Regions from separate parts of the Sus scrofa genome. Here region 2 is linked to region 1. A link is a contact called in public Hi-C data. All regions are on one chromosome and are shown on one strand. The core of a region is the stretch at or near the end of the contact, and the rest is flanking DNA. Distances in the headings are between cores, read along the strand shown.

Region 1 (6,049 bases), core at 1,106-3,605:
ATAGAAAGGGAAGCTCTAGCTCTAGGAAGCCTACCTGGTTCTCACTTTAGAACCCAGAGCTGAGAGAAGGGCCCAGAAGCTCCATCTCCTTGGTCCCCCTGCCTCCCACTGCACACTCTAAAGACTCTCCTCCCCCCCTGGGGCTGGGCAATGGTAGTGGGGAAGCAATCATGGAGAAATCATTTCTCACAGTCCACAGAGAGCTCAGCAGAGCAGTAAGGGAACACAGAGGGGATCTAGATGTCTTGAACAGGATTTTGAAAGATGAATAGGAGAGTGGGAGTGAGTTGGGTGAAGCCAATAGTGTGAAGGAGTCAAGCATTCAGGTTTTGGTGTATGACCAACTGGGTTTGGAATCCCTCTTACTGATGGGTGGTTTCGTCCAATAGGGGCAATACTGGAGCTACCTCACAGAGGAGACATGAGGTTTTGAGAACACAGCATTCATGTAGCTGGCACAGATTAAGGATGCACTACAGGTTAACCATTGTTGGTGAGGAATCGCCATCCAACCTGTAAATGCAGGGAAGCACTGCAAAACACCCTGCCCAGCAGGTGGGGGAGGAGTGTAATGAGAAATGTGGGCAGAAGTCAGAGAGGCAGGGCAGAAGTCAGAGTCGCACCAACCGACACGATGAGGATTTAAACATTAAGCAGGAGTTCCCCTGTAGCTCAGCAGGATAAGAAAGAGACAAAGTATCCGTGAGGATGTGGGTTTGATCCCCGGCCTTGCTCAGTGGGTTAAGATCTGAAGTTTCTTCGGTGTCACAGCTGCAGCTCGGATCCTGCCATTGCTGTGCCTGTAGGGTAGGCCATAGCTGCAGCTCCAGTTCAACTCCCAACCCCGGAGAACTTTCTTATACTGCAGGTGTGGCAGCAAAATGATTAAAAGAAATAAATAAAAATTAAGCAAGTAGGAGTTCCCGTCGTGGCGCAGTGGTTAAGGAATCCGACTAGGAACCATGAGGTTGCAGGTTCGGTCCCTGCCCTTGCTCAGTGGGTTAAGGATCCGGCGTTGCCGTGAGCTGTGGTGTAGGTTGCAGACACGGCTCGGATCCGGCGTTGCTGTGGCTCTGGTGTAGGCTGGTGGCTACAGCTCCGATTCGACCCCTAGCCTGGGAACCTCCATATGCCGTGGGAGCGGCCCAAGAAATAGCTAAAAAGACAAAAAAAAAAAAAATTAAGCAAGTAATGACATAGATGAGCCAATAGATTGGTGGGGTGTCAGGGTGGGGAATGGGTAGCCAGTGAGGAAGCTTCGGCATAACTCCGCAGAGTAGAGGCGGTCAAGGAATCAGCCAGTGTTCCTGTTCTTTGTCTTCAAACAGGCCAGGTAGAGCTCAGACCTTGGAAGGCAGCCACGGTGAGAGATGGGTCCCTGAGGTGGACGCCCCCAGCAAGCCGAGGCTGGTGGCTGCACGCCGCTTGGTGGCTGCGCGCCACCTGGTGGCCACAGGAGGTGGGGTCAGCTAGCCCCATCAGAAACTGCAAAATCTGGGATTTTGCTCTGGGAGACTGAGGCAAAGAGCTACGGCGGGGGAGGCTGGGATCCTCCAACTGGACCCCATCCCTATTCTAATCCCATTTCACAGATAAAAAAACTGAGGAGGAGGGAAAGCGAACTGGGTAAGGAGCCTCTTAAACGGGGGTGGGGGTGGGGTTCAAGACACCAGGAATGGACAGTCTGAGTTTCTTTAACGGCATCAATGGCCTGAAGCTTACTTAGTTTGCCATTCTGTTCTTTGGTCAGGGGTGAAAATGAAAGAGGAGGAAGAGAAACTTTAGTCTTTCCCGCCCACCCGGAGGTAAAAGGCTTTAAAGAGTACCCCGGAAAGCAGAGTTTTATAGATTCAATTTGCATACGAACGCAGTCATCCCGAGTTAAACTCCGGTCCTTTAATCTCGGGTCCAATTTGTCCCAAAGCCGCGGAGGAAGGCCCTCGTGAATACCTCCAAACTCCGCCCCCTCCGAGCCCCGCCTACAGGGCTGGGCTTCATTGCACGTGCTCACCCGGCTCCTTCGCGATCCGCCTCCTAGGAAAGACTCATTGTCAGGGAGGGAGGATACGGAGCATCGCAGGGACGGTTGATCATGGATATGTCATAATAAAGAGCAGACCCTGAAGTAATATTTATTCAGTTTTTTACCAGAAGTTTTCATCAGAGTTCGTGATGGTGACAAGCCTTGGCCTTCCCTTCTCAGGGCCTCCGTTCCCTTCTCCCACCCCTTCAATTGGTGGGGTCCCGCCCGGCCGACCTCGCCCGGTGGACTCCAATTCCCAGGGTGCCCCGCGGGGCATGCGTGGCAGCGGCGCGTGACGTCGGGGGTGGGAGCTGGCCAGTGCTGAGGGGGCGCGGCGCGGAGGGGCGCGGAGCCGGGCGGCTAGGGGCCCAGAGAGCGCCGCGGCCGGGAGCCCTCCGGCCCCTGACAGCCCCCTCCCCCCCGGCGGACGACGACGACGGCGAGGGCGCCGGTCATGGCGGAGCAGCGAACCGAGCGCGGGTCCTGAGCACCACCGCATGGAGCGGGACGAACGGCCGCCTAGCGGAGGGGGAGGCGGCGGGGGCTCGGCGGGGTTCCTGGAGCCGCCCGCCGCGCTCCCTCCGCCGCCGCGCAACGGTGGGTGAGGGGAGTTCAGAGTCCCGGCCCGGCAAGAACCGGCGCCCTGTCCCCTGCCCTGGGGATCCCTCTCCTTTCAGCCGACTCTCACCGTGGGAAGCTGCGGCGACCCCGGGTCCCCCCAGCGCGGACCCTCCCTCTCCTCCTTCCTCCTTCCCCGTTCCTCTCCGTGCTGATCCTCCCCCTGCCCAGTTCCCTCAATCCCGACCCTCGTTTCCCCCTCCCCCCTGTCCCCTCCGCACAAGCCTCCCCTCCCCCCGTCCCTCTGCGCGAATCCTCCCCCTTCCCTTAGGTCCCTTCTGCGCCGACCCCTCTCCCCGTCTCTCGGCCCCCTCACCTCCAGTCCCGTCAGTGGGGGCTTTCCCTCCCCCTCCAGTTCCCTCTGCTCCGAGGCCCTTTCCCCCCCCCCCGCTGGGGGACCCCTCTGTGGGGGCCTCTCCCCCAAAGTGTTCCCTTCGACTCTAAGCTTTTCTCTCCCCACCCGGATCTCCCCCACCGTGTTCCCCCACGCGGGCCCTTCTTCCTCCGCGGAAGCTCCCTCAGCGCCCTGAGGACGCCACACCCTCGTCCCCTTGGTTCTCTCTGCCCCTCACCTTTTCCCGTCTCCCTGCCGTCCCGCGCTTCCCGTGCTGCCCCAGCCTCCACCTCGGCACCGAACCCCCAGTTCGGTAGCTACTGGCTCAGCGTTTCCTTTTCGGACCCCGCGCCCTGCTTCTCTGCGCTCCTTCCCGGCGCTCTCCTGCCCGCCTGCCCCGGCCCTGTTCATCTCTTTCCCCCCGGTGGCTCGGATCTCCGGCCCGATCTGGTGCCCGGGACACCTGCCTCTTCCCTCCTTGCACTCGCCGGTCTCGGCCCGCGCCTGCCCAAGCTCACTTCTCTTCCCTTTCGCGATCCCGGAGCCCAGGCCCGGAGAATCCCTCACCTGGCCCTTCCCTCCCTCCGCTCTCCCCTGCCCCACGTCCCGGCCAAGTCCTCAGGTTCCTCGGGGCTGTGGCTGGGCCCGACTCGCCCTCCCACCCCCGGCTCCCTCCCCCCGCGGGGTGTTTTATTTGTATCTGTTTGATATTTTTCCCCTCAGTGTTTGCCGCGGAATGTTTTTATTGGTAACGTGTAAGGAGCTTTTGTGAGGTCGTAAAAGGTGAACTTTTGAACTTGGAAAGCGCCCTGGAGCAATTAGCGCAGGCGATAGCCCCGGGAGGCCTGCATTACAAAGGGTGCTCGTACCGGCCGGCAAACGCTTCGGCGGCAAACCCGATTTATTTATTTATTTGCCCTGCCTTCCACCTTTCACATCTCCTCATTTCCGAATAAAGGGCAGGCTCTCAGAGATCCGTGCCTCCTCCCCTCTCTGCGCCATAAACGCGCAATTCTCTGAAAGATCTAGGACCGAACAGTGTCTAACAAGTAACAGATTTCAAATTGAATGCAAACACCCGGGACAGTTAGGAGGCACTAAAAATTAATTGCTTCAGCAAGAAGTTTCTCAGTCAGGACAGTGACCTGGCAGGTGTGAGGAAAGTAACTTGAAAATAGGTCACTTAGGTGCTCAGTTGTCGAATGAATGAGGAGCTACACAAGGGGAGAAATCTTGGGTGGATCTGTGCCTTCATACATTTATTAACTCGTCAAACATTTATTGCCATTTCAGTAGATCTGGTATTTTTACCAGTTAAGGGAAAAGTCTATTTAAAAGAGAGCCTGGTTAACTTCACTTAATGTTCTTGACCAAATAGTGATATGTTTTCTAAGCTCTTGTCTTTTTTTAAGATGTCTGTGATGTGTAGTATCTAGGTGGCAGGCAGTCCCTTGGGATGTCTTTGGAGACTAATTTCTGAATGTGAACATGTTTGAGATCAATAAAATCCCGTGTCACAAAGGAGGAGGCTGGAATCCAGTTAGGGTAGAAGGAGACCATCATAAGGAACAAAGGATTTCTTTAGTGCTTTTGACTTTTCAGCTTTTTAAGAGATGATTTGGTTTGGTCTTAATGTGTTAATGTCGCAAATTGTGATCTAAAATTTACAATGCTGATTTTTTACCCAAGTCCTAGATCCACATTGCAGCCTGTATTAGTGTGTGTATTTTTTTTTTTTTTTTTTTTTTTTTTTTTTTTTGTCTTTTGTCTTTTGTCTTTTTGTTGTTGTTGTTGTTGTTGTTGTTGCTATTTCTTGGGCCGCTCCCGCGGCATATGGAGGTTCCCAGGCTAGGGGTTGAATCGGAGCTGTAGCCACCGGCCTACGCCAGAGCCACAGCAACGCGGGATCCGAGCCGCGTCTGCAACCTACACCACAGCTCACGGCAACGCCGGATCGTTAACCCACTGAGCAAGGGCAGGGACCGAACCCGCAACCTCATGGTTCCTAGTCGGATTCGTTAACCACTGCGCCATGACGGGAACTCCGTAGTGTGTGTATTTTCATATTGCCTTTCTATGTGTGTATACTTCCTGTACCCACCTGTGCATGACATGTAGCTGATGGATTTTACTACAGACAGTACTTTCAGTTCTACTTGAATATTGTTGTAAGGGAAGCCTAGCAATTGCATTTACTATTAATTATTCATTAGTACATTTTAAAGAACTCAATAGTAATTTTAACTCTTAATCAAATTTCCCATTTACAGTCTCATTTCCTCAGTCTGTCAGAACCTTTAAAAGAATGTGATCAAGCAATCCATTTAGGCTAAGGTGGCTTTAGTATTTTACATCAGCCCAATTTAGTGCTACAAATATTTCCTCTTTGTTGAAAACACAATGGGACTTTTGGCAGTTTGATGGGCTTTAAAGAAAATACATGAAACATTAGACCGTTGTGGGATGTTTTACTTTCCAGCATAAAAATGAGCATCGTCTACTGTTTTACAATTTATGTTCATTATCTGTTATAAGTAACATGATCACACAAGAATTACCAAAAAGGGGGAAAAAATTATCTTTAGAATGGTGGGACTCTTTTTCTTTTACACTTCCTAATTAACATTTTTCCTCCAAAAGTAAATGAAAGCACGTAGGTTCTAAACAGAGAAAATGAATTATCTTGGCTCTTTATCCTGATTTATATTTTGTATGAACTGTTTGCAGTAGATCGCTAGATAGGAGGTCTTTTGGCTTGTGTCATGAAGAAATAAATTGGAGGTGGAATTTTAGAAATGTTTTCCTGCCGGAAACGCCATTGATGCTAAATTTACAGTCCTTTAAATGGTTTTTATTCTATCGGAACAGAGTTGCTAGCCTTTTGATGCGCCATCACCCTTCCAGAAATTCCCTGTGCTGACTGTGCCTGATATTTTCAGTTGTTGCTTGTAGGTTTTCTTGAGAAACATGAACTCACTTGGTCGTAATTTCAAAGGAAGATGATTTGAGGAAGTATATGTTGAGTATTGTGCACTTGTTCATTTTATTTTAAGAGAATGAGGGAGTAGACTTTT
Region 2 (6,049 bases), core at 2,290-4,789, 61 kb before region 1:
GGCTGGGGTGGAGGAAGGCCTGGTAAGGTAGCTGCAGCCAGATGCAGCGGGGTGGGCATGGCAGTGGGGGAGATGCTACCTTTCTGGGGCCACTGGACGGTGTGCATCTCTGGATCCTAGCTGTCCTACATACCTGCACTTCCCAGAGCATCACCCTCTTGTCCCAGCCACCTGATGCCAGCTGCTTTGAGTCAGGGCTGAAGCTGACTGTCTCCACACTCCGCTGGTGACCTGCAAGCAGCAGCCCAGGGTTAAGTGGGGTGTGGTGAGGTGGCACAGGACACAGCAGGACTGGAAAGGGAACCCAGGACTGCTGCCTGGCTCCCAGCCCACTCACCCTTTAGGACCTGCAGACACTCGACTTTTGCGACATCCCACAGGCGGATGGTGCAGTCACTGGAAGTGCTGGCAAACAGGCGGCCATCAGGGGAGAAGCGGCAGAACTTCACGGGCCTGGGACAGGTGGCCGTGATCAAGGGACAGGCTATTGCCCTCCACATCGGGCCCTTGCATTCTGACCCCACCGATATCTTCAGTCGCACAGACTACCTCCCCTCCAGCCAGCTGGAAGTTGGAAATTGCTGGGCTTCCTTACCTTGGCATGGAATACCCTAATCAAATGCAAGCACCTCCCAGAAACCCCTTGACAGCCCAGCCTAGGTTCATTGCTCCCTTTGAGCGCCCCAGCCCCTGGACTTTCCCTATTACAGCCTGAGTCAAGCTGCCATGTCATTGCCAGATTTTTTTTCTTGTCTCCTTAATTATGATAGTTATATTTATCAAGTCGGTGCTGGGTGCCCAGGCACTTTGCTCACACTATCTCATCCTGTAGGGCAGCAACTCTTCACATTTTAAAGAGGCTCAGAGAGGTGACATGACTGCAGTCACAGTCCAAAAAGTAGGTTAAAAAAAGTGGTCACAGTTTAAAAAAAAAAAAACCTTATGGGCATTATTGCTAAGTGAAATTAGTCACAAAGAGGAATACTATATGATTCTACTTAAATGAGGTACTTAGTCAAATCTGAGACAGAAGGCAGAGTAGCAGTTGCCAGGGGCTGGGGAAAGGGAGGAACGGGGTTGCTTAATGGGTATAGAGTTTCAGTTCGAAGTGGCTAGTACGATATTACGTATATTTTAAACAGTTTTACGTGGTAGGATTTGAGTCCAGGTCAGTCAGAGTCAGGCCCAGGATCCCAGGGACCGGGTCCTCTCTCCTGCCCCATCCCTGCCTGGCTGTCTTGCTCAGATGCCCAGGTCAAATGTCAGAGGTCATTGTGGTGGGCTCTGCAGAATGCCGGAACAGGCCCATGGGCCTCCGTCTCCCCATCTAGGCTGAAGAGCCCCACCTGTGTGGCCACCCAGTTTCCACAGCAGCCGCCCGCTCTGAGTCTCCCAGCCATACACACAGCCGTCCTCAGAGGCCGTGAGCAGCCTCTGGCCGTCCGGAGAGAAGGTGGAGGAGTTGACCTGGAAGGAGAGAAGTCCTGTCCTGGGGCAGGATATACCTTTCTGGTCAGCCCTAAACACTACCCCAGGAACTTGGACCTAAGGCCTCACTTGACAACTAGAACCTAGAAACCACCCTGCAGTAGAGCCAAGAGCTTGGTGCTCTCTTTGCTGTCCTGTAAAACGAGTCTGAAGCTCAGAGCAAGCCCTCACTGGAGCCAGAGGCTGGAACCTTCTCCAGAAGCCAAAAGCCCATTCTAAAGCTGGAGAACTAGCTCAAAATCTGCTCTAAGCCCTGAGTCCCCTCTAAGCCAGAGTCCAAAGAATGCTGGAATCCGCCAGGAGTTTGAGCCCTCTCTGGAACCAGAGCTTAGAATTCTAGCGCCCATTCTGCAACTGGAGCCTAGGGAGCACTCGAAATCCCACTGCAAAGAACAAGAAACCATTCTAGACACAAAGCCAAGAAGCAAAGTTCTGAGCAGAGCCCGACATGGCCTCACCTCCCCGCGGTGCCGGCAGTAGAATTTCACTCTCCCCACCGCCAGCGTCCCGGGGGCCCCGCTGTTCATGGGCCCGCGGCCGCCCGCCCCCGGGGGCTCCCTCCTAGGTGGGCGCTGGCCTGACCCGCGGGCCCTGGCTCAGAGGAAGGGGAAGGGGGAAACTGTGTACCGGCGGTCTCCATGGCAATCGGGGCGGGGCGCGCAGCCGCCATAGAGTCTCTAGGAAGCCAAGAGAGGAGACTGTATGCGAGACACTGCTCTGAGCTCATGGGAGATGGGGCAGCAGCAGGCGGGACTGCCGGGGGCTCTAAGAAGGGACTTCCCTGCCCAGACCGCTGCAAGTGGAACCTTGGGCAGCTCTGGTCGCGGGGCAAGACGGCAAGCACAGCGGCCGCTAGAGGGCACGCCGACCCCACACACCGCGCCATCTCTCCCCTGAGCCCTTGCGCAGTGCCCATCAGTTTCCAAAGGCCCACAGCCGTCTTTGAGACGATCCAGTTTCCCCTTCGGCACAAAGGAGAAACCCATCTCTGTCCTCCAGGGCTCTAGGCTTGAGCCAAGCTCAGGGCCTGACACATAGTAAGTGCCCTGGAGGGCCCACTGTGGAGCCAAGACCCCTTTCCTCCAGGAGTGTCCAGTACCCAAGAACTCACAAGAAGAGGGTTGGAAACGGATTATCTCTGCCTTCCAGGATGCGGAGAGCCGGAAGCAATATGCAAAGCACAGGGTATTAAAAAGTGGGGTCACTGTTAGCATTCCTGGCACCACGAAGTGTCCTGTCTGAGGGTGTAGAGGGAGGCCCAAGGAGCTCCTTGTTGGCCACTTCAAGCTAAAACCAGGAAAGAACAGAACTTGGTTTCAATGTCCATTTTTCAGATGAGGAAACTGAGGCTCCAGGAGTGGGGGAACTTGTTCAAGGTCCCTCAGCAAATAGGAAACGAATTGGGGCTTCATCCTGTATCTGCCTGACCCTGAGGCCTGGATTAGGACCACCTGCCATGAATTCCAGGGGCCTCACAGCGGATAGCTCTCTGGTACGTCTGGGAAACTGAAGCTCTGAGGGGGCAGATTTGGCCCAGTCCTCCAGCACCTCCATGGCAGAGCTGGGGCCAGAACCCAGTCCCCTCTCCACAGTGGGACAGGGTAGGACTGAGACACTCCCCCACTGTCTAGTGGATTTCAGGCTCCCTGGGGGTGAAGCTGGGGCAGCTGGGCTTTGCGAGCTTCAAACTCAAGGGTTCCCAGTGGTGATTCACACCCCTCCCCCCAAACCTCTCTGCCAGAAATTCTTCTCACGGAGATCTGCTGTTCTCTCGCTCTATTTTAGGTCCTAGACAGTCAGGCGGGAGAGGGAGTGACAATGGCGGCTTTGAGGCGGCCCTAACTCCATTGTAACTCCCAAAGGGCCCAGGTCACGGAATTGGCTCTCCAGGGACCCATCTGAGTTGGACCTATAAGGCCACCCGCCTCCAGCTCCACACATGGGTCCTAGTCGTGCCCCCCCACCACACCTCCACTCCCGGTAGCTGGCTCCCCAGGCCCTCTCCCTGTTCCCTCTGTGTAGGCACTCTAAAGCCCCTGCCCCATTTGGCATTTCCCTGGCCACCCAGTTGCTTCTGCTTTACTGAAGGGCACAGAACCACCTTCCCCAGCCCAGCCCATCTCTCCCAGAGCTCTCTGAATAAGCCTCATCCGTCAGGCCCAGTGACTACTCAGCCTGTGGGGACCCAGGAATCTGTGGTGAATTCACCACCCACCGTGAATTCCAGGGCCCTCAAGGACCAAAGCATCGTGCCTACCTCTCTGCCTCTGTCACCTGCCCACCTTGCTCCCTGAACTTATCCACAAGGGCCCTTTCTTCCATCCCTTCATCTCCATTCCCACCTGGGCCTGTGCACACAGGATTCACCACCCTCGAGGCCACCTTGGGATCTAGCTCCAGTATCACTTCCTCTGAGTGGCTTTCCTTTGCCCAGCTCCCAGACTGAGAACTCCTGCCCCAAAGAGATCTGGATTCAACCCAGGTTTTGCCAACTACAAGCTCTGCAACCTTGGGCAAGATGCCTGATCACTCAATGCCTCGGTTTTCTTATCTGTAAAATGCAGATGCTGAAAGTGGTTGCCTTGTGAGGAGCTGGTGAGATGTGCCTGTTAAGGGACCCGGTGTGCAGTAAGTGCTCAGAGAACGGGGTGGGGGGGGCCTGACATCCATCTTTGTCACTTTAGCTTAAAATAAAGCTCAAAATGCCCTTTGCTAGGCTCACCCAAGGGGCCCACAACCCAGGTACAGCCCACAATGTAGAGAGAACATGGTAATTAGGAGCTGTCAGGCTTCATGACCAGCAGGACCTGAGGGTATGGCTAACCCTGGGTTTGGGCAGGGGCTGCACCTGCAGGATGGGGTCCATGGCAGCAGGGGGGATGCATGGGTCACAGTCACAGAGGCAGCAGAAGTATCTCACTGGCTTAGGTTCTGCCCGCAGGATTGGGTGACCCAGATCCTAGCCTCTCCAACAGGGCCCTTGGGGGACATTCTCCACCCCTTGACGACTATCTCTTCATTCTCTAGGAGCCTGCCCCGTTCTCTCCTCCCTCAGTCCAGACTGCCTGGGGAGGGGGCTCTGTGCTGACCTTTCCCACAATCACTCCAGCCCCTGAGGGTAACCCACAGTCCTGGGACCAGCTTTGTCTCTCTTCATTGCCCCTAAGTACCTACCTTCCCAGGCTCCTTGGTTCCTCTGAAACTACCGTAGGTACACAGCTATTCTAAAGTGCAACCTGGAGATTGAGAGAGGGAAATGACTTGCTCAAGGTCCCACAGCTGGAGCGTAGTAGAGCTGAGATTCAAACCCATGTCCAATAACTTCCAAGCCCCCAGCTCATTCCTTGCACCAGACATTCTTTCAGTATAGTTTGGGGAGGTTGGAGTATGAGCCTCTGCCCCATCCCCCCTCTGAGTGAGGTCTCTGTACCCTGCAGGACAGCCTATCCCATCATGCTGTTGGAGAGTCCTGGGTGACTCCATTATTTGTCCCCATCATGCCTAATCCTGAGAAGTTTAGTAGATCAGGGGGTGCCAGGGCTAGGATGTGCTTTCTGACAGTGTCCCAGGAAGCAGAGAAAACTTTTTTCATAAGAAAACAAGCAGAGAGGAGAGAGAGGTGGAGAGTCAGATGCCCAGCTTCCTGCCAGCTCTCCAGCTCCCAACTCCAGTCCCCAAGGCTGCCGTCCTAAAACACACCTGTTTCCTTAGAGTAAATTCTTTTTTGCTGAGTGAGCTCCAGTGTGATTTGGGTTATTTGCCATCCAACGGGCTTTGAATAAAATCTCTCTGTAATTTCCAGGGCCGGTCCCCTAATATTATCCCTTTTGGGCCTCTTTTCTGGGACTCCCCTGCGCACACATCCCCTTCACGTCTCAGTCATTTCCCCACAACCTGGGCCACTTTTACTGGAATGCATTGTATTTGTCATTGTCCCTTGTAAAGTGTGACAACTAGAAGTAGAAACATGCTCTTTGGAGGTAGTGATAAGTGCCAAGTCGAAAGGTACCATCACCTCCAGTTTTCTCAATTTCCAGTGCTGTAGCCTGCATTACTAGAGTCATTTGTGTTTTCGGCAGCTACATTATTCTGGTGACTCACTGAATTCGCAGTGGGAGCTTTTTCCCATGAACTACTGTCCAGTCACCTCTCCCTCCCTGATCTGATACTTGCACAATGGCTTCTTCGGAAACACGAAAGATCTTACATTATGCTGGTTAAATGTCATCTTTTTGGATCCCATCCAGCAGTCTAGTCTTGAAAGCACTGTACGTCTGGCTGCCATTGCACAAAGCATTAATTCTGCCACTTGCAGCAGCTGCAAATTTTATGAGTAGGCCTTCTGTGTTCCAAATCCAAATTGTGAAAATGATGATCAATGACTCAAGAGTAAGGACAGAGCCATGTGGTCTATCGCTGCGGAGGCTCACTTTTTTTGCACCCAGCCATATCCATCCCTAGTGGTCAGGTTCGCAGAGGACCCGCTTCCCTTAGAGGTAGATCTGAGTGGACAGGAGACCTCAAGCAGGGGTCTCTGGTTGTAAACAACAGACGCCATCGA

What was found. Hi-C and Micro-C count contacts between places; a contact is called where the count stands out from the background.
Region 2: a contact with region 1 is called in a Hi-C map of embryonic fibroblasts, with 6 times the contacts expected there. The contact joins the promoter of WDR38 here to the promoter of NR6A1 in region 1. A contact is called at or near these places in 5 of 5 promoter capture datasets (fetal liver, fetal skeletal muscle, liver and 1 more), 32 of 47 Hi-C or Micro-C datasets (adipocytes, adipose tissue, alveolar macrophages and 18 more) and 2 of 2 datasets of contacts at active chromatin or transcription factors (alveolar macrophages and skeletal muscle).

The regions. Positions count from the first base shown.
Region 1 is chr1:265,567,193-265,573,241 of Sscrofa11.1, reverse strand. NR6A1 (nuclear receptor subfamily 6 group A member 1) reads left to right here and starts at 2,355. Exons shown (of 10, transcript NM_001097499.1): 1 at 2,355-2,620. The coding sequence starts at 2,521.
Region 2 is chr1:265,629,643-265,635,691 of Sscrofa11.1, reverse strand. WDR38 (WD repeat-containing protein 38) reads right to left here and starts at 3,539. Exons shown (of 9, transcript XM_021068623.1): 1 at 1,947-3,539; 2 at 1,345-1,467; 3 at 338-452; 4 at 134-231. The coding sequence starts at 2,015.